Regions from separate parts of the Mus musculus genome. Here all the other regions are linked to region 5. The links are chromatin contacts, called in public Hi-C, HiChIP or PLAC-seq and Micro-C maps. All regions are on one chromosome and are shown on one strand. Each heading gives the region's core, a stretch centred on a gene start, on an enhancer-like site or on the middle of the called end of the contact. The rest is flanking DNA. Distances are from core to core; before and after follow the strand shown. Region 1 holds the start of 1700071K01Rik (RIKEN cDNA 1700071K01 gene). Region 2 holds the start of Myo1d (myosin ID). Region 3 has its middle 87 kb from the start of 1700071K01Rik. Region 4 has its middle 61 kb from the start of 1700071K01Rik. Region 5 holds the start of Asic2 (acid-sensing (proton-gated) ion channel 2). Region 6 has its middle 19 kb from the start of Spaca3. Region 7 has its middle 120 kb from the start of 1700071K01Rik.

The links. Hi-C and Micro-C count contacts between places; a contact is called where the count stands out from the background. HiChIP or PLAC-seq counts read pairs in DNA pulled down with a chosen protein or histone mark.
Region 1: a contact with region 5 is called in an H3K4me3 HiChIP or PLAC-seq map of forebrain, with 8 times the contacts expected there. The contact joins the promoter of 1700071K01Rik here to the promoter of Asic2 in region 5. A contact is called at or near these places in 2 of 484 Hi-C or Micro-C datasets (cortical neurons and nephron progenitors), 12 of 115 datasets of contacts at active chromatin or transcription factors (SST interneurons, VIP interneurons, embryonic basal ganglia and 7 more) and 1 of 9 other capture datasets (embryonic stem cells).
Region 2: a contact with region 5 is called in a Micro-C map of embryonic stem cells, with 6 times the contacts expected there. The contact joins the promoter of Myo1d here to the promoter of Asic2 in region 5. A contact is called at or near these places in 3 of 484 Hi-C or Micro-C datasets (all in embryonic stem cells), 2 of 115 datasets of contacts at active chromatin or transcription factors (embryonic stem cells and forebrain) and 1 of 9 other capture datasets (embryonic stem cells).
Region 3: a contact with region 5 is called in an H3K4me3 HiChIP or PLAC-seq map of forebrain, with 5 times the contacts expected there. The contact joins the enhancer-like site here to the promoter of Asic2 in region 5. A contact is called at or near these places in 1 of 484 Hi-C or Micro-C datasets (uterus), 4 of 115 datasets of contacts at active chromatin or transcription factors (embryonic basal ganglia, embryonic forebrain, embryonic stem cells and 1 more) and 1 of 9 other capture datasets (adipose tissue).
Region 4: a Hi-C map of cortical neurons shows a contact between it and region 5, with 3 times the contacts expected there. The contact joins the enhancer-like site here to the promoter of Asic2 in region 5. A contact is called at or near these places in 6 of 484 Hi-C or Micro-C datasets (cerebral cortex, cortical neurons, forebrain and 2 more) and 9 of 115 datasets of contacts at active chromatin or transcription factors (SST interneurons, embryonic forebrain, embryonic hindbrain and 6 more).
Region 6: a Hi-C map of uterus shows a contact between it and region 5, with 4 times the contacts expected there. The contact joins the enhancer-like site here to the promoter of Asic2 in region 5. A contact is called at or near these places in 1 of 39 promoter capture datasets (embryonic stem cells), 3 of 484 Hi-C or Micro-C datasets (cerebellar granule neurons, cerebral cortex and uterus), 10 of 115 datasets of contacts at active chromatin or transcription factors (VIP interneurons, embryonic forebrain, embryonic hindbrain and 4 more) and 1 of 9 other capture datasets (embryonic stem cells).
Region 7: an H3K4me3 HiChIP or PLAC-seq map of forebrain shows a contact between it and region 5, with 7 times the contacts expected there. The contact joins the enhancer-like site here to the promoter of Asic2 in region 5. A contact is called at or near these places in 15 of 484 Hi-C or Micro-C datasets (cerebellum, cerebral cortex, embryonic stem cells and 2 more) and 9 of 115 datasets of contacts at active chromatin or transcription factors (embryonic forebrain, embryonic hindbrain, embryonic midbrain and 5 more).

Annotation. Positions count from the first base shown.
Region 1 is chr11:81,572,225-81,574,924 of GRCm38.p6, forward strand. It overlaps 1700071K01Rik (RIKEN cDNA 1700071K01 gene), which reads right to left and starts at 1,315. Exons shown (of 1, transcript NM_001033765.2): 1 at 278-1,315. The coding sequence starts at 1,249. The coding sequence ends at 434. It also overlaps a transcript of Asic2 not described here.
Region 2 is chr11:80,778,648-80,781,347 of GRCm38.p6, forward strand. It overlaps Myo1d (myosin ID), which reads right to left and starts at 1,378. Exons shown (of 22, transcript NM_177390.3): 1 at 1,051-1,378. The coding sequence starts at 1,145.
Region 3 is chr11:81,485,326-81,488,247 of GRCm38.p6, forward strand. It overlaps a transcript of Asic2 not described here. Among named protein-coding and RNA genes, the nearest start is that of 1700071K01Rik, 87 kb to the right of the region's middle. Within about 2 kb of position 1,441, at least 10 of the 459 cell types and tissues checked have an H3K27ac peak or open chromatin away from gene starts, as enhancers often do. A contact at or near this core is called in forebrain, where this site is marked.
Region 4 is chr11:81,510,999-81,513,900 of GRCm38.p6, forward strand. It overlaps a transcript of Asic2 not described here. Among named protein-coding and RNA genes, the nearest start is that of 1700071K01Rik, 61 kb to the right of the region's middle. Within about 2 kb of position 1,588, at least 16 of the 459 cell types and tissues checked have an H3K27ac peak or open chromatin away from gene starts, as enhancers often do. A contact at or near this core is called in cortical neurons and ventral hippocampal neurons, where this site is marked.
Region 5 is chr11:81,151,608-81,154,307 of GRCm38.p6, forward strand. It overlaps Asic2 (acid-sensing (proton-gated) ion channel 2), which reads right to left and starts at 1,296. Exons shown (of 10, transcript NM_007384.3): 1 at 151-1,296. The coding sequence starts at 858. It overlaps Gm51910 (a long non-coding RNA gene), which reads left to right. Exons shown (of 3, transcript XR_003949744.1): 3 at 1-126.
Region 6 is chr11:80,876,209-80,878,908 of GRCm38.p6, forward strand. No RefSeq gene overlaps it. Among named protein-coding and RNA genes, the nearest start is that of Spaca3, 19 kb to the left of the region's middle. Within about 2 kb of position 1,278, at least 67 of the 459 cell types and tissues checked have an H3K27ac peak or open chromatin away from gene starts, as enhancers often do. A contact at or near this core is called in VIP interneurons, cerebellar granule neurons, cerebral cortex and 2 more, where this site is marked.
Region 7 is chr11:81,452,832-81,455,593 of GRCm38.p6, forward strand. It overlaps a transcript of Asic2 not described here. Among named protein-coding and RNA genes, the nearest start is that of 1700071K01Rik, 120 kb to the right of the region's middle. Within about 2 kb of position 1,455, at least 26 of the 459 cell types and tissues checked have an H3K27ac peak or open chromatin away from gene starts, as enhancers often do.

The DNA.
Region 1 (2,700 bases), core at 65-2,564, 420 kb after region 5:
CTTAGCTTTTTTGCTTAAGGGGCTGGGGATATAGTCCAATGGCAGAAGGCACTAAATGTGTGTGTGTGTATGTGTGTGTGTGTGTGTATCTATCTATCTATCTACACATATATGTATATATATATATACACATACATACATACACACTATATACATACACACACATACTTACACACAGTGTGTATGTATGTGTATATATATAGTGTGTGTATATATATATACATATATGTATAGATAGATAGATAGATAGATAGATAGATAGATAGATAGTGTGTGTGTGTGTCCTGAAGTGATTTTATTTTTATTTCCTTCACTTTAAGCCTATCATTAAATTTCACAGTGCTTTCCGGGGTGGGGTAGAAGGAAGGCATTGTTCAAAATGTTGGAGACTATGGGCTGATTGGCCGGAGAAGGTGAAGCAGGGGAGGCCTCACTAGGGAAGCTTGAGGGGCACAGTCTGCCCCACTGGCAGGTAGGTGACATTCTGAGAGCGGGAGAGTTGGTACGCAATGTCCTCAGCAGCCTCCAGCTTGCGCAGCTCGATCAGGCCATCGCCTGCTGTGGCCAGCGAGTTGGCGATCAGCTCTGCCGCCTTAGCGTCCCCCTCAGCAGAAATGATGGCTGCCACCTTCTGCTGCTCAGCCTTTTCCACCACAAATCTGGCTGTCTCCGCTTCCTGCTGAGCCACCTGTTTGGCTTCCACCGCCTCTGTGAACTCCTTCCCAAAGGTCAGATGTGTCAGGGACACGTCATCTAGGATGAGCCCAAATGTGGCTGCTCGCTCTGTGAGGTCATCGCTCACCTGCCTGGAGACCAGTTCTCGCTGGGTAATCAATTCTCCAGCATCGAAGCGAGCCACCACCGACTTGAGGATCTCTGAGGTGATAGATGGCAGCACCCGCTCATCATAGTCCTGGCCAATGTTGGTGTAGATATGAGGAAGCTGGCTGGCTACGGGCCGGAAGAGGATACGCAGTGTGATGTTGACGTTCTGCAAATCTTTGCTACCAGTGATGACTGGTATATTCCGTGGTTGAGAGCGACAGTCAAATATAACTGGTTTCTGTACCCAAGGGATGAGAAAGTGAGTCCCTTCCCCTACCACAATGTCCTGTACTCCATGGAATCGGTCAAAGATGACAGCTCTGTGCCCAGCATCCACGTTATATAAAGCAGAGCTCACCACGCCTCCTGCAACTGCTAGAGCCAAGCCGAACTTTCCGATGGACTCAAACACTTTGGCAGCCATGATTCCTTTTGTTGCATTCACTCACACCTGCCTTCACTCATCTTCACATGAATTCCCCTAAGGGCTTCTTAACATGCACAAAGCTCTGGGTTCAACCTTTAGCATCACAGAGGCAGGAATGACACGAGTACACGCATGTGCGAGCACGCGCGAGCGTGCGCGCGCGCGCGCGCGCGCACACACACACACACACACACACACACAGAGGCACACATGAAAGCAGAAATCAGGGTTTTTTGAGATGCTTTTATTATATATGTATATTTATTATATACTATATATGTTATACATATATAATGAAAACAAAGTATACTTTTATATATAATATATAAATAATTATATAAACACACATACACGTGCGCGCGCGTGTGTTTTGTGTGTGTGTGTGTGTGTGTGTGTGTGTGTGTGTGTGTGTGTGTGTATAAAATATCCCTTGGCTTCGTCTCTCTTTTTCTTCATTGTAGCATCTCATTAAATGAAGGTTCAATATCCCAGTCACCTCTGAAGAAAACGACCCATATTGTGGCATTCTTTTTATTTATTTACTGCCTTTGTCTTACCCATGCATAGAAATTTGGGCACAGTGCTTCCCTCCCCAGATTTCAAAGGCATTTCCCTAATGTTCTCTAGCTCGGGAGACAACTATTGTTGATAACCTCAGTGTCTTTGTGACCTCTCTCTCTCTCTCTCTCTCTCTCTCTCTCTGTGTGTGTGTGTGTGTGTGTGTGTGTGTGTGTGTGTGTGTGTGTGTATGTGGTTTTATGTTTCTCTCTGGTAGTTTTTGGTATTTTTAATTTTAGTTCACTATGAAATTTCATAATGATTTTATTTATTATGCTGGGCATAAATAGATCCCATAAGTCTGAAAATCTATACTATTCTGTTTTAGTTTTTTTTTTTTTCTGACTAGTGTTTTGATAAGATTCTCAGCTCTAGACTAGACTGGATTAGACTTTTCATCCTCTGAAGTACTTTCTAATTTATTCTCTTTTCCTGTTCTTTCCATTCTCTTATCATTTCATTTACTAACTTTAAAGATAGTTTTACACTTATTTGCTTTATTTTATGTGTATTAGAGTTTATCCCGTGGGTATTTGTACACCATATGTGTACCTGGTGCCTGAAGAAGTCAGGAGGAGAAGATCTTGGACCATCTAGAACTGGAGTTTTAGATAAGTGTGAGCATCTTTATGGATTCTGAGAGCCAAACCCAGGCTCTCTTCAAGAGCAAGTGTTCTTAACTGCTGAGCCAACTTTCCACTGCTGTGTTTGACTCTGTGTGTGTGTGTGTGTACGTGTCTGCATGTGTACCTGTGTGTGTGTATGCATGTGTGTACATGTGTGTGTGCATCTGTGCATGTGTGTGTTTGTAGAATTCTGTATTTTGACTCAGAATTTGCAAGAGAAATTTTGTTTTTTAAAAGAAAAAAAAAACAAACAATGTAATTCCT
Region 2 (2,700 bases), core at 128-2,627, 370 kb before region 5:
ATATCCAAACCTAATTATGATTTTCAGGTTTAAGTTTAAAAAGTGATATTTGGCTATAAAGTTTACAAGTAACAGACAGAGCAAAGCTTCCGGGAAAACACAAACAAACAAATAAACAAGTAAGCACACGCTTCAAGCTGAAACTCCGTTTCAGTTTTTTTTTAAAGTCAAAACACTTTAATACTCAGATTACATATTACTGTTTGAAAATGAAATAATTACGTATAGAAGACTTTCTAAAATAAGTTCCTCTTGGAAGCCCATTTTGGGGCATTGTGTTGTAACTAAATTCTCAAAGATGTCAGTAACACAAAGGCTCCATCCATACATAACTCCTTGAAAAAACTGAAACCATGGACGCCTTGTCAAATTCAGACAGTTTATCTTGGCACTGGCAAGTACAGCAGTCTCTTCGATGTCTGGAAACGGGTCTAATTACGTCGAATGAGTAACTAAAAAATAGCCCGTGTCCCGGAACAGACAGCTTAGGGTTCACTCCATAGCATCCTGAATGGTAGGATGGAACCACGCCAGAAAGAAAGAAAAGAGAAAAAAAAAAGAAGAAGAAGAAGAGGAAGGAAAGAAACGAGAAAAGAAAATCGAGCGTGAAAGCAGGAGATAGATGCCAGGCTCTTTTAAAACAACCTTCCAGTTTTCCTGGGGCTGCCAGGGCCATCACGCCGCTCCTAAGTTTTTCTTTTCCCTTACTTTTGTTCCATTAAGTCACCCGGTCCCGCCCACATCATTTACCTGGCTCAGGGCGGGCTGGTGCACCCCTAAGCGACCTCAAGCCCAGCATGCCCCTAATCAAGACACCACACAGGGACGACCCCAGACCCCTAAAGTGCAGTCCTAGACCTCATCACACCCTGGAGTCCCAAGGCCGCACCAAGGAAGAGTCCTCTCTCTGGGAGGCGTGACCACCCAGCGCCGCGGACCCCCTGTCACCCCGCCGCACTCACTCGCGGGAGCTGCTCGCCCCGGTCACCCCGAATCCTCAGCAGCGCCCCCTCTCGGGAAACCCCGGCATGGCTGTCGAGACGCGCTCACCTGAGCCTAAGGTTGGCCATGAACTCGGGCATGGAGACGGTGTCCATCAGCACGAAGTCCGCCTTGCCGAACTCAAGGCTCTCCTGCTCCGCCATGGCGCCGGCTCAGGTGGGAGCGCTCGGGTTGGGGCGGGGGTGCTCGGCACCTTTGGGCGGGGTCGGGCCGGAGAGAGAGAGAGAGCGAGAGAGACGGCCGCCACTCCTCAGAGCTCCAGCCGGCGCGGCTCTGAACGGGCGAGGCCGGCGGCTTCCGCTCCTCCCGCGGTGGCTGCGGGTTGTGTGGGGGCCGTGGTGGCGAGACGGAGACGGCGGCGGCTGGTCCCGCCTCTAGCCTGGGTCCCGCTGGGCCCCGCCCCGCCCCGCCCCGGCCGCTCGGGCTCCGCCCCGCCGATGAGCCCGCCCAACCCCGGCCCAGCCGCCTCCTCACCTGGGCGGCGCGCACGCGTGGGGCGGGGACGCGCTCTGGGCCAGCCGCGGCGGCTAAGCGGCAGCGCCCCCTAAAGACAGGCACGGGCATCTAGCGTGGCGGGGAGCCGTGTGGACCTGACTCTGGGTAGAATAGGCCTTGTTGCCTTCTTCAACCCCTGCCTAGTAGATGCCAACAAACTTACAAATTTACAAACTTATAACTTGAGCGGCTTTGGCGCGAATTATCCATTATGATTCCCTCACATTCTTCTGTGCTCATGTGCCATCCATCCTTGAAATGGTGGCTGAATAGTTATGGCAATGGTAGAGAATACTTCCAGGTCACCGAAATGTTTAGAGCTGTTCTAAGTGCTTTAGCAAACTTAAGTAACTTGTCACACTGCTAGGAAGTGGAGGAGCTGCGACTTCGTGGAGGTCATCTGATTTACGAACCCCAGCATTCAGCCACATGGCTTACTCTTCATTTCCAGTGGTCCATTTTTTTCCACTCATGTGAGCATGTCATCAGACTAGTACCTTATACTAGTAATTTTTTAAAAAATGTATGAATCATCTCCTCGGGATGATTGCAGCTTCTAGCATAGAGGACCATGTCCTAAACTTTTTTTTTATATCCCCCACCTCCACTCTCTACACATTCCAAGAAGCTTATAGTAGTAGTTTGTATTATAAATAAGAAATCCATGAAATTAGTTCCATAGATTGTAATGAGTTATGATCTCCAATTTCAAGACACACTGGGTGTTCTTAAAATGGTTTTTGTTGGGGGGAGGGGTGTTGCTGGAGAGATGGCTCAGTGGCTAAAAGCACTTGCTGTTCTTACAGAGGACCAGAGTTAATTTCCCAGCATCCACAACAATAGCTTTGCCTGTAACTCCAGTTCAAGGAGATGAGACACCCTCTTCATACCTCTGAGGGTACCAGGCAGGAACATATATACATGCAGGGACTCACACAGTCACATAAAATAAAGGTGAATAAATATTTTTTTTTTAAACTTTTCTTTCAGGGGCTGGTGAGATGGCTCAGCGGGTAAGAGCACTGACTACTCTTCCCAAGGTCCTGAGTTCAAATCCCAGCAACAACGTGGTGGCTCACAACCACCCATAATGAGATCTGACACCCTCTTCTGGTGCATCTGAAATCAGCTATAGTGTACTTATGAATAATAATGAATGAATCTTTGGGCTGGAGAGAGCAGGGACTGAGCAAGTGAGGCCTA
Region 3 (2,922 bases), core at 191-2,690, 330 kb after region 5:
GAATCAGACTAGCATCTACATCAGGTAACTATTGGTTCTTCTACACTCTGATATTTAAGCTCCTTATAGGTGTAAAACTATGAAAGGGGGGTGAAAAAAGAGGGTATTTGTGGACATAGTATAATGATAAGCCTGTACAAAGTGACATATTGGAACCCAATTTGTATGCTATCTAGAATATTAATGAAAATGTATCAAAGAATCTTATGCAAGAGAGAAGTGACAAATCTTGTTTCAGAGTTATCTCTCTTTTTTTTAAAGATTTATTTATTATTTATGTGTAAGTATACTGTAGCTGTTTTCAGACACTTTTTTTCCTCTCTCCAGCACCTCTTCTCTCTCTCTGGCCCTGCTTACTCTGGCTCTGCTCGCTCCGGCCCAGAGATTGATTGATTGATTGATTGATTGATTGATTATAAGTAAGTACACTGTAGCTGTCTTCAGACACCCCAGAAGAGGGCGTTGGATCTCATTAAGGATGGTTGTGAGCCACCATGTGGTTGCTGGGATTTGAACTCAGGACCTTTGGAAAAGCAGTCAGTGCTCTTAACCACTAAGCCATCTCTCCAGCCCCAGATTTATCTCTTAAGAATGAAATTAAACCACATTGTTTAGTTATTTATTACGGCCTGGAACATGCAAATGTTTAATGTTTCTTTTCACCCTTCCAGAGTCTAGATCCATACACTGAGCATGCTGTGGACCTGAGCCAAATATCTGTAAGGCACCATCGTTCTTACGAATTCCAAAGGACAGGTAGTGGTGTCTATGAGAATCAAGGTTTCCCCTCCCCAAACTGAGAGTGAAGAGATACTACAGCCTCTGGAACTCCTCATCACCAATGCTGTAGGTGTGTATGTATGTGTATTTTAACTAATATGCTAATTTGATGCTGGAGGGCCAGTGCTTGGCAAGTGTTGGTTTCTGTATTCAGCCCCACAGGAAGTGGGGAGCTAATTTCTGCCTCAGAATCTCAGTTAGCCCACGGATTATAATTCCAGAAAGAGATCACCCAGAAGATGAGTCCAGATGTCAGATGTCAACCTTCTGTGCTTATCTAGCTGCCTGGAAGATATCTTATGACTGTAAAATCAAGGGACAACCCTGACTGAACATTCGGGGAAAGCACAGTTGGCTGGATCTGTCCGAGGTGCTGATCTCCCCCTTGAATGAAAATTCGCCTTCTCTTTGCCCAAGTCTCTGTCTGCACTGTTTTTTAAAATGTGTGTATTTTTCCCATTTTCTATATGTAGCCATTTGCATACTATTTCCTAGCTGCTTTTATTCCCCTCATATTCTAGTCCAGCTGGAGAAACTGAGGCTTGCTATCCAAGAGGGGTTTTCCAAGCTTTATAAAATTCTTGGCTGGGGCTAGAACCAGAGACTCCATCCCCCTCTCTCCCATCTGCTGCCCTTCTCTGCCTTCTCCCTCTGGCGTCAGACATAGAGCTTCTGCTTGCCTGCCTGCCTGCCTGTCTGACGCATTCTGCAGGCCCAGAACCACTTAGAAATAATTATTTAAAAAACAAATAAACTCTTCTCTCTGTGATCTTTACTCTTTTCACATCCACACAGAGCAGTGGCTATTTTTACTCACCCTAGCTCCTGGCAGGTCTCTTTGGAAAGTCACCATGACATTTCGTGAAGCCTGGCCTGGCATTCATCTAAAATATTTTTTCAAAAACATCCTGCTCTGGAGAAATGTCAACGTTTATGGTGCATCCACAGGGATGTTTCAGTAGAGGGAAAGATCCACTTAAGAAAGTCCTAGACTGACAAGGGGTGGATTTATAGACAGGTATACCTGAAAGCAGCAAAGCATTCTGAGACATGCCAGGGAACATGGTATTGAGCACCCTGTTCTAAATAAAGTCCCATGGCAACATTTGGTGTCCGGAGTGGGACTGGATCTGCTGAATGGACAAAAATCAATGGGTCCTTGGACCAAAGCAGAGGAGGTGTCTGGGTCAGTGAGTCCAGATGGTTTTGGACTTCAACAAGTTATATTTCCTCTTTATCTCTGTATAATGGTGGTAGGAATTCTGAGCCAAGTGCACACAGTACTTTTTCATGTTGTTGGAGAAGAAACATTGAAAGAGAAGTCTGTCATGGCAGTCCTGAATTTACTACTGAGTAGTCTAACGTTTGACAGCTTGTACCATCCCCAAGGCTTACCTTTAGAATGAAGTGGGCCATTTTATTCTACATGGTCCCTTCAAGGTTATATAACTTTCATGATATAAGACCAAACCCTGAACACTATGCTTTGTCATAAAGAAAAGGATTTGGAATCTTAGCTAAGGGGACCATTACATCTGTCCATCCATCCATCCATTCCTCAGTCTATTCATTCCACTACTGATTAAATCTAAAACTTATTTTCAAAGAGCATATCATGAAAAAGCATAGAGTTAGCTTTGATCATGGCTTCTAAAGAGTCCCGTCTACTGATATTTGCCCCTACTTTTATCCCCTTGGTCTAGGGGAACCCAACTCTATGATACAAAACAATCAGTCAGCTTGTGAAGAGTGACACATTAGGAATAACCTAAGTCAGCAGGACAGTGGTGGCACATGTCTTTATTCCCAGCACTTGGGAGGTAGAGGCAGTTGGATCTCCAAGTTCGAGGCCAGCCTGGTCTACAGAGGAGTTTCGGAATAGCCAGAGCAACACAGAGAAACCCTGTCTCAAAAAATCAAATCAAACCAAACCAAACCAAACCAAACCAAACCAAAACAAAACAAAACAAAACAAAACAAAACAAAACAAAACAAAGACCTAAGTCTTCACCAACCACAAACAAAAACCTGAGGTCCTCCACCTTTGAGAGTTAGTTTGAGCATATATCTTCCTGGTTCCTGGATTCAAATAACAAATTCCCTAGCCACCAGCCTGACTCTAACATCAAGAAACACCTTGTA
Region 4 (2,902 bases), core at 338-2,837, 360 kb after region 5:
GTCTCAGACGACTGGATGGTGCTACTCTCATTCAGGGAGGGTGTTCCTCCCTAAGGTAATATTTTCTGGAAACATCCTCAGAGTTATAACGAGAGACACACTGTCTGAGACTCTTTGGTACTTCACACCCCAACCAAGACAGCAAGACCCATCAATACAATCAGCACTAAAAGTATCATCAGGTGAAATAAAAAAAAAAAACAAAATATTATTATTTATGGTTGCTAAAACCCGAAGTGTTTATAGTCCAAATATGCACTGAGTCTGTATGTTTTCAATGACATATTTTTATAAAAATGAAGCAAACATCTTACTAAATGGGGATATGTAGCCATGTTCACAGATTGATGGATTAAGCATATCAGTTTTTCACTCTAATTGATTTCTTTGAGATTACTGCAATTCCTAGTAAAACCCAAGAAAGATTTTTATAGATAAGGATAAATTATTCTAAAATAGGCACAGCAACTAGTGCAGTTTAAACAGCTTCAAGATAGTGAATTAAGCGGTAGGAATCAGTCTGCGTGACTAGTTGGTGGACAGCAGGGTCGTAGGTGTAGCTACTGAAAAAGAGAGCAGGGATCCGGGAGATGGTGGTGTGTGTGCCTCCTGTGGGGATGCAATGTCTCCCCCTGCAGTGCTGTGATGTGTGCTTCCTGCAGGGATGTCTTGGTCACAGTACAACCTTGAAAGACATTACTAAGAGGGAATGAGACATACAGGATCTGTCTTTTTTTTTTTTAACAGCTGTATATAAATCTGAAAGTGTCTCAAAAATTTAAAAACCCTCTAGATCTAATAAAAATTTTATAGAACTTCGAGCATGTGTATGCACACACACACACACACACACACACACATACACAGAGTGGGTGACATTTGAGTAAAGTCTATAATCAAGTTAATTGTATTGGTTAAGTTAAGTGCATTGTGCTGATGTCAATTTCCTGCTCTTGATAATATAACACATTGTGTAAAATGATTCGAGAAGCTGAGTGATAAGTATATGGGACTACTCTGTTAATTTTTGCAACTTCTTGTGAGTCTATAATTATTTCAAAAAAATTTTAAAGTTTTTTTTTTTTTTTTGTACTGAGAACAGAAAGGAAAGCATTTATTATCAGGCAGAGTGTGAAATTCCCACCCCAAGAGTTCCCTAAAAGCAGGTCTTGTAACTTTTCAGCAGATGTATTCTCCATATAGACCTCTGGGGTGGGTAGAGTGGTATTGTAACCTCAGGGGTCTTCCAGCTCAGCTCGCATGGAAATTGTGGGTGGGAGGCATCTGTCTTTCCTTCCTCTAGAGCCCAAACTGGTATAAGATGGAACTAGGACTCCAGGAGCCACAGGCTACTGCAGAGGGGAAGATGAAAGTATAAACCATATGCTTCAGTTATAGTCACGTCCATATTTGGGGTCTGGTTCTGCTCCTTCTTGCAAAGGGCTGCTTCGTGTCAGGAATTAGAAAAATAAAAGGGGCATGGCAAAAGAGTGGGTCCGAAGATACAGCCTCCGTTCTCCTGCACAGACCGTTCTGGGAACGGTGGTATTGTGAGGCAGATGGGGACACATCATTCTGGCAGGGCGTGGCAGAATTCCCAGAACAGTGTGCACGCACACGTGTGCATATGTGTTGTGCATGCGCAGGACTCATTAACTCATCCCATAATAGAAGGGCCTCATCTGCTTGTCCATCTGGGAAATGAGGAAGCTGCCAACCAACGTTCCTGTTACCCTAGGTCCAACTGGCTTCCAGCAGGAACTGGAATATGGGGTAGTGGGTCTATCTAGTATTTAGGTCTTAAAACAACAGGATCAGAAAGTAAAAAATGTGGAGGAAGGCAGAGGATGCTCTCAGGGTCTGATGTGAGGCAAGAAAGAAGAAAGGGATGTGTGGTCCTGCTGGAGTCTTTCTGGGAGTGCTGGCTGGGCAATGTAAGCAGAGTCTAGTACTCTGGGGTCCACTTTAAACTCCTGTACAGTTTCATTAGCCATAGTGAACACACTGAGGAGCAGTCATGTCATGGTGGGGTGTCAAGCTCCTAGTAGCCCCTTGGGTAGCTCCTCTCCTTTCCTCTAGCTTACAGTGGAGTGAGCAGGTTCAGAAAGGCTCCTGTCTGGTATGAAATTGGGCATATGAGGTAGAGTAGATCCCAGAACAACCCAGATCCAGAGCTCATGTTGTCAACCACAGCTTGAAAGTTTCTTTCTGCTACTTCCTTTCTTGCTGACACATGTAGAGAGATCTGGGGCCAGTCATCTGTCAGCTCTGGGGCTAATTCAAGGTGTGATGCTGATGGCTGGTGAATCTTCTCCCTGCCCTCAGGGAGACTGCCCCCTTGGCAGCCAGGGGAAATGCCATCCATGGAGAAAGGACATATGACTTCATAAATTCTCCCATGCATGCCTCCAGTGATGCCGTGCAGTGACTAGGAAGAGTAAGACCACATGCTGGGAGCTAGAACATAGACTGATAAGGCTGAAGGCGGTCAGAAGCTGGTGTCTAAGAGGCTGGGAATGGAGCCTTGTGATAGGGCTCCGTGGTGACTGTCTTGGTGTATATGAAGACCCATGTTTCATACCTAGCCCTGCAAACACCGAAACTCTAAAAGTAAGAACTAAATCCCAACCCTGCCAGTTCCTAGTCAGATATCCTTGGCAAGGGTTTATCTTGGTGGCCTTTCTGGAGTGGAAAAAGGAAAATAATACCTTTGGTTCCAGGGGGCTCAGCAAGTATAGAATGAAGGTGTTAGACTGCAAAAGACTTCAGGCCTTAAGCTTTATTTAGTGAATGAGACCCTTGCTATTATTATTCCTGGAGAGGGGGAAGCCAGAGGATTGAATGAGATGAAAAGTTCTCTAGCCTCTTCCCCTGCTTTGAGTCAGGGGGGAAAAAAAAGGCT
Region 5 (2,700 bases), core at 46-2,545:
TCCTGGGCACTGAGGAGAGGTGACACCCAGTCAGGAAGTAGTGACACTCACAGGGGCCTGGTGTCCAGTCCCTGGGGCCCACCTAAGAGCCTCAGGACTCCTGGGAAGCGCGGGGTCAGAAAGGGCGGGTTCGCGCGGAGGGCAACTCACTGAGGAGAAGTTGTGCGGGCCACAGAGCTCGCCCCGGTACTTGCAGGAGAGCAGCATGTCCTCCAGCTGGTGGCCCAGACGGTCCATGAAGGCAGCGCTGATGCCCTCGAAGTGGCGCGGCGGCAGGAAGAGGCGGAAGTCGGCCAGCTTGCGGAACCACTGTCTGCGCGGCTCGTCGCCCCGCAGCAGCTCGCTGACCAGCGGGCGCGCGGTGCGGTTGGGCAGCAGCAGTCCTAGCCAGTGGCCCGCGTAGTAGAGGTCCCCCTTGGAGAGGCGCGGGAAGCGCAGGGGGTTGTTGTTGCACACGGTGACAGCGGGGAACGGCAGCTGGCGGCTCCACTCGCGGTGCACTCGCGTGTGTGACGGGAAACTGAGCCAGTAGAGCAGGCGGTTCGAGGACCAGGACAACAGCAAGCCAAGGGACGTGCAGAAGGCCAGCACCCACAGCGCCCGCCGCTGGAAAGAGCCTCCCGCCGCCGTGCGCCCCGCGCACATGTGCCGCAGCCCGTGCAATTTAGTGCGACTCAGGGACGGCCGCCCCCTGCGGGCGACCCCTGGCCCCTGCAGCTCCCGATCGCCGCTCCGGTCGCCCCCGGGCTGCCTAGCTGCCGCCACCGCCGCGGGCGCCGGCTGCTCGCGGGCCATACGGAAGCGTCCCGGGCCGCTGAGCGCGGTCGCCGGCAGCCGGGCTCCGCCGCTCCGGCTCATTCATTCAGCCCGAGGCTGGCGACAGCGGCGGCGGCCCCGGCCGGGCGGAGCCGCCATGGGAGTCCGCAGCAGCAGTGGGAGCAGCAGCAGCCGCGCGCAGCTTGTGCCAGGGAAGCCTGCTCCCGACAGGAGCTCCGGTGGCGCGGCATGCCCTCCCGGCGTCGCCGCCGCCGCCTCCGCGGGCGCTCGCCCGGGACTGAGTGCCGCCTCGGCCCGCCGCCCCTAGCTCTGGCCTCTCCTAACTACCCCCCACCCCCAGGCTCTGCTGGCCCCGAGTCTTCCAGAAGGACGAGAGTCACTGGGCACTACCTCCGGAGGGGCCCCATTGGGAGCCGCCTCTCCAATCCCTGGGCTCTGTGCCCGCCGACCTATCCTGGTCCTGGACCTCGGGGGACCCTGAGATGAGTCCCCCCTGCACGGACTAACCCCAGTTTTTACGCTGATCCTGAGAGAGAGACCACTGGGCCACCATGCCTGGTTTGGCCAGTCCCGGGGACCCCACTAGTCTGGCCCTTAGCCCAGTGGTGCTGGGACATGCGAGGGAAGGCGCCAAGGAACGAGCGCCCCCAGAGGCACTCCGCGGCTCCAGGCTCGGCGGGTGGGGTGGGTGTGTACTGGGGTGAGTGGTCGCCGAGTGGCGACTTGCACCTTCCCTTTCCTCCAGGACCCTTCTTTCTCACGGCTGCCGGAGCTGCTTTCTGCTGAGACGCTCCCAGGCTTCCCCAAGTCCTGAGTCCCGCGGGGTGTCTACTGTCGTCTGGGGCGGGGGCTTCTCAAGGCGTCCTGCGGAAAGCTGCTCGCTGCTGGGCCCCTCCAAGGTTGCTGGTGCTGGGAAACTATCGCTTTTCCTCTCGGCACGGATCGTCTTTAGAAAAACCCGGCTATGCTGTTCCTTGCCTCTTATTCTCTCTGGGAGACGGGAGCTGGGAACTGCGGAGCCCAAGCAACACCTCCTGAGGCTGATCCGGACTCGCTGCTCATCGAAGCTCGCAGCTCCGGTGGGCCCGTCTCCTCTCAAGACTCCAAGTCCACGATGGCGGTGACAGTGGCGGCGGCTGCTCTCCTCTCTCGGTAGCCCGGCCCTCCTCGGGCCCCGGGCGAACTTGGGCAGCAGCCGCGCGAGGCTGGCGCGGCTGGCGCTGCTGGGCTCTGAGCACCTGCTACTGCGCTCGCTGGCCCCGCGGCTCCGGGCGGGCGGGGCGGCGGCGGCCGAGGCGAGCGCTGTGCGCTCCTGGAGACGCGGTTCTGACGCTCCCGGCTCCTCCTTGCTGCATTTTAATTCCTGGCCACTGTGGCCGCTGCACACCAAGCGGGAAGCCTCTTGTTGAAGTTGCAGGGGATGTTGGGGCGGGGGGGGGGGGTTGGGGGCAGCACAGATGTGGTCGGTTGTACCGGCTTGTGGAAGAGATGGAGAGTAGTAAGAATGCTGTGTTTATGTGCAAGCCGTGTGCAAAGAAATGTGAAGGGATGCCTGGGCGTGTGAAATGGGCTGGAGAGAGATGGGACTGTGCAGCGTGGGCACTTGAGCAAGTGTGAGTGCGGTGTCGTGCAGGGGTGTGTGTAGGATGTGAACTGTTTATATGTGAACCGGCGTTTGTGCCAAGTCTTCAATTCGTGAAGCTGCCTGTGGGTTGATGTGCTGCGGCTGCTGGATGTGTCATAAGTAGACGAGTGCCTGTGATGGGCTGTATGTTCTATGTGTGCACATCCTTGGCTGTGGGTATGAATGAGTATAGTTTCCGATTTGCATGTGTATGAATTTCTTTTAGGAAGGGCTATGTGACCAGTTACTGGGAAAACTTACAGGACTTGTGGCAGGATGGACTCAAGGGGACAGCTCCT
Region 6 (2,700 bases), core at 28-2,527, 280 kb before region 5:
CATGGCCAGCATCAGTGGGGCCATGGAGGGTCACTGACTGGCAACCTAATGCCTGTCCCCATGGTTATGAACATCATTCCTGGGTGGGGTGGTGGGGAAGGATTCATCGTTTCCACTTTGTTCTAAAATGGGTTTGTGATCGAAACAAGATTAAAAATCAATATGTTACAGGAAACAAATAGTAATGAAGAAACCTTGGAAAAAGTCTCTTATGGACCTTTGTACTCTCTCTCTCATTCTCTCTCTCTCTGCATGTGTGCACGTGTGCATGTATGTGTGTATATATGTGTGTGCATGTATATGTGTTTTCTATGTGTGTGTATGTATGTGTGTACATGTATATGTGTGTACGTGTATATGTGTGTGTATGTATGTGTGTACGTGTATATGTGTGTGTATGTGTACACATGACTTCATTTTCCTCTATCATGTCTTTTCTTGGGTTTCCTTGACCTTGTCCAGTCCCCCTAAACTCTGCCTATTCTAACCTCCTGGACCCACCTTACACCTCTTTTCATGCCCCTTCAACTGGGACCCCAATCCATCTGTATACTTGTTAGTATTTCCACTCAGACTGTAAACTCCATGTGAGGGCAAATGCCTGGCACACAACAGTCGAGGGGATGAATAGTGGATCTGTGTTCTTCATATTTTGGCTATTTGCTTTTTATTTTTCTCCTGTTCCCTTCTCCACCTCTGCCAGGAAGCTTTCCTAATGCAATATGGGGACTGCCCCACTGTATGTGGGTCGGGGCTGGATGAACCCTCCTGCAGAAGGAATTCTTTGGCCTCTCTGAACCCCCTTTCTCCTCTGTAACCGGGAAGTTCAGTCACCGAGGCCTGAAGGAGCCCCTTGGCTGTACAATTCCAGGAATGGAAGACTCTGAGTCTGTGAAGGAAGAAAGTCTCCTGGCTTCCTTCTCCTTGGGTCCCTCTGTTCAAGTGGGCTGAGCCAAGCTTCCTGGAAGGGGCATGTCACCTGGCAAGCTCACCCCTGTGGGTGCTGGGCTCCCAGTGGCCACCTCTAGCTTACTAAGAGCCAGAGCCTCCAGTCCCATCAGTGCGTGTGGTGCTGGAAGCTACTCTCAAGGCACGTTCACAGTTAAAACATTCACAAAAATAGCTTCAAGCTGGAGAGAGGAAAATAAAATAACTCTGGCGTCTTTGCCAAAAACAACAAAGCAACAGCCTGTGCGCAGCCAGCTCAGTTGCTGGCAGAGCTCGGATGCTCGCAGAAGGACTTGGTTCTTTCGCTCCACTGACCACAGCAGCCTGCTGGACTGCCTGTGAGGCCTGGGGCCACTCATCAATCAGTTTATCCCAGCCTCCAAGGCCACTGAGCGTCACCTTGAGGTATGGCCACGTGACTGTTCTCAACTCCAAGCCTATGTGTCATCTTTGGTGATCGTTTAGCTTGTGACATGTGCCCGAGTGACCTCTGCACCCATGACCCCTCCCAATCATCACTCTAAAAAACGTCTGTATGAATACTTATTTGTAATGACGGCAAGAAAAACAGACCACCACTCTCTGGAAGTTAGACTATCTTCTGTTAACCATGGACTAATTGATACTGGTTATTAGTTTGTTCTTTTGTAGTGTGTGTGTGTGTGAACATTTAAACAGGCTAAGTACATAGACATACCCTAAGCTGAACAAAGCTGGAAACCCCAAATAGGAAGAAATACATAGATATGTGAGCCCCAAAGCTATACAAATGTGTCTAAACACTCTTTGGCCCATCACAAAAAATGAGTCCTATTTCTAATTTATCGCTCTTGGAAGGAAGCTAGAAATCTACTGAAGCAGTTCAAATATCATCTTCAGTTGTTAATTTTTAAAATGTCTGAAGTTGTCAAATTGGAAGAAAGCAGAGGCATCAGATAGGATCCTACATACACAAATAGACACTTCCCTTTGTCCCTGTCCCTGATGGGAGAGTCTGAGGTCAGCCTCCAGACCCCCCATCCTTCCACATTTGCTGGTCTTGCCACCAGTGGGACACTTTCCAGTTGGCTGAAGTGATGGGTGAGTTTATCTCATAGACGACTATGGCCTGGCCAAGTCTTGGGAGAAAGATCACTTTTGGCTCTTCTTGCTTTAAGTGAGTCAACGTTATAGATCTACAAATAGAGTTGTGAGCCCAGCAGCTAAGGAGTACATCTTAGCACAGTCATTCATTCTGTGGGTGATCCCAGGTCAGTCTCCCCTAACCCAAGTTGGGTCTGTTCATTTGGAAAACAAGAACATTAGGCCATGAGCTCCAGTAGGCAGAATAATCACCCATGAAAATACTTGCATCCTGATCCCTATGTGGCTCTACATAGGAAAGAGGCTTTGCAGATGTGCTGGAGGGGATAACCTTGTAATGGAGCAGATTGTCTGGACAACCTGGTGGGCCCATAGGAGCCTTTAAAGGGGAAGAGTAGGCGAGGTCAGGGCTGGAGGAAATGTGACTATGGAAGATTATGTGATATGAGAAGACTTAATCGTTCCAGCTATCTTGAAAGAAGTGGGAAGGGGTCAAGGTACCAGTCAAGGAACAGTGGTGGGTCTATAGTGGCTGGACAAGGTAAGGAAGTGGACCCTCCCCTGGAGTTTCCCGAGGGAAATGCAATCCTGCTGTCACCGTAGTGCAATGAAGCCCATGTGAGACCTTATAGAGCCGTAAGGTAATACAGTGTCTTAAACATTATACTA
Region 7 (2,762 bases), core at 205-2,704, 300 kb after region 5:
GAGTATAGGGAACAAAATGGTAGCAAGGCATGAAAGGAAGGGTCATTCTGGAGTTGTTACCCTCCATCACCCCTCCTCCAAGCATGCATGGTCCACAGCTAGTGGGGAAGAACACAAAAGGGACTGATGAGGGGTCATTGCTGAGAGGTGGGTTTAGCCTATCTCAGAGCAGGTGTGAGGGTGACTTACTCTCAGCATTTCCCAGATTAACGGGTCACTGTGGTTCTTCAAGTCACAAGGTCTAGAGCTCACGGATCTTAGCACAAGCACCCCCCATCTCTGGATGACAGCCAGTAGGTGCAGAGTAGCTGTGCTGGCCACATAGTTGGGTGTGTGCAGCACAAGGAAGATCCTGGGCCCACGTGGCTGCAAATCAAGTACTTTTCCCAGAATCTCAAATAAGTCACAAGAAGAAGAAATAGGTATCCTGCCCCTGGGAAGCCTACCGCCCATGCAGAAAGCTTGACCATGCTATGGAGGTGTTTTCTTGATGGCTTCCTTTCTCTTCTACACTATACTTCCAGCAAAGACAGCCTAGAACCATCCTTTCCAGTGTCTGCTATTTTTTTGAGATGCCAAGATCTCTCTGCTTTCTGTTCTCATTTCCTTCTCTCCTAGTGGGGTCCTCCTAGCACACACTCAGCCCACACTCAGCACACACTCAGCACACACTCAGCACACACTCACACACTGAGCACACACTCAGCTTCAGCATCCCTCTCTGGCACCTCTGCATCCCATTTTTTCCACTTTGATGCCATCTGATCTCTGCATGGGGACCTCAAAAATTCATAGCCAAGTCAAACCATAGCTCACTTCAGAGAGAGTTGTCCCAGAGGCACTCAGAATCTAAGACCCTCTGTGACCTTCACCTCCTGCCCAGAGACCTCTCTTTGTCTCACCTCTTCCCACTTATCATTGCTCACAACATGGTGTCTTCTGTGCCAGTGCCTTTGCAAGTGCTGGTTCCTCTGCCTGTTCGTGGAATTCCTTTGACATTCTGCCATCACCCTAGCAGTAAGGGCTAACCCTGGATTTGTGAAACATCTGATAAATGCTACTCACTTACTACTGCCTTATGTTTCTCCTCAATGCTTTCTTCCCAGAGCCCACTCTTAAATCCTTGAAGTGCTCAGAGAGGAAGGCCAGAGTCTTGGCTTTGCAGAGAAAGATACTCTCTCCAAAGACAGGACAGGCGGTATGAACACAGCATGTAGAAATCCCTACAGCTTTCTTCCTGCTTCTGTATTTCCACACTTCTAAATGCCCCCTCCCCCCGTGTGCCCTGTTGTTCTCTGCCCTCCCTGCAGCAATGAAGTTACACTTGCCCATCAGTCTCTCTGGCTGGTTGTCATGACAACAGGGACACCATATATCCACAGGGGGCCCAGTCAGTGTGCACCTGGAGCCTGAGAGGAGGCAGCATTAGCAGCGGGTGGCTGTGGAGATGTAGGGAGTGTTTATATGAGGTTTCCCATGAATCTAGGAGCAGAAGGGAGTTGTCAGCCACTCTCCACTCCTCCCTCCCCAGGGTGATGAGCCTGACCCTGCCTCCAGGACACATCTGATTGAGCAGAGCATGGAAGACCCCTGATCCTAACACAAAGGCAGAATCAGGTGCAGAGGAGCCTACACAGTAGACAGCCAATGGCAGCCTTGAGGAGAGGCACTCTCTGGAGGTCACCACAGGCACCACTTCCTCCCTGTGCCTGGAAATTGGCAAATCTGATCAGATGAGGGGACTCTAGGAGAAAGGGCAAAGAAAAGGGAAGAAAAGAAGTATAGAGAAATTAGAGCAGATGAGGGGCCAGGCATATGTCTAAACCCAGAGGAGGACCTTAGTTCTCTGTGGGATTGTGCCCAATAAGAAAAATATGGAATTGGATTCTAGATCCTCCCCCTGCCCTTTCCACATGGGTTCCCCATTAAAGTACAAAGCTAACTGCTGTAAAAGATGAACTCAGTCATTTAACCCAGCAGAAATTATTACCCCATATTACATAAGCTCCATATGGCATTATTAAAGATGGAAGAGAGGCTAGAAGACCGTTTGTTTAGTAATCTGGGATGCTAAAAGGTCCACTGGCAGTAGACAGACAGGAGCAAGAAGGAAGGAAGGCCATAGGGACATTATTTTGTAGCCAGATCTAAAAGCGGCTTAAATCTCTCAGCTAGAAGAATGTGGTCACAAGACCCTACCTGGTTACAGGAGTTTCTAGGAAATGTAGCGCTGTGGCCAGGCCAGGCGGAGGAAGCCTGTTGGATCACTAGCTTCCAGTTTTCTGGAGGGAAGCCAGGCTCTGCAGGCTGAAGGCAGTGTCTGAGGAAGTGGCCAAAGACAGAAATGCCCATAGCCACAGAGGGAACCTAGTGGTTAATCAGGCAGAGCAAGATGGCCTGATTTCAAAACCTCTACTTGTTCTTCTCGTGAAGAGTTTCTCTCATAGGAGCTTCTATAGAGAGGAGGTGCTAGGACTTGTCTCTACACAGCCTTAGACCCTATCTAGTGGTACTCTTTTGAGAGATGGTGATAGATAAGTAGAGACGGTGCCTAGCTAGTTGAAGGGAGTGAGTCACTGGGGGTGCACCTGGAAAGACATGCCATGCCCACCTCACCTCTTGTCTCCTCTTGTCTCCGCTTGCCTCTCCTTTCCTTTCCTCTCCTCCCCTCTCCTCCCCTTCCCTCCCCTTTCCTCCTCTCTGGTTCCCTCCTCTCCTTTTTTCTCTTGAATTTTCTTCGCTACTCTCCCCTCCCTCCCTCT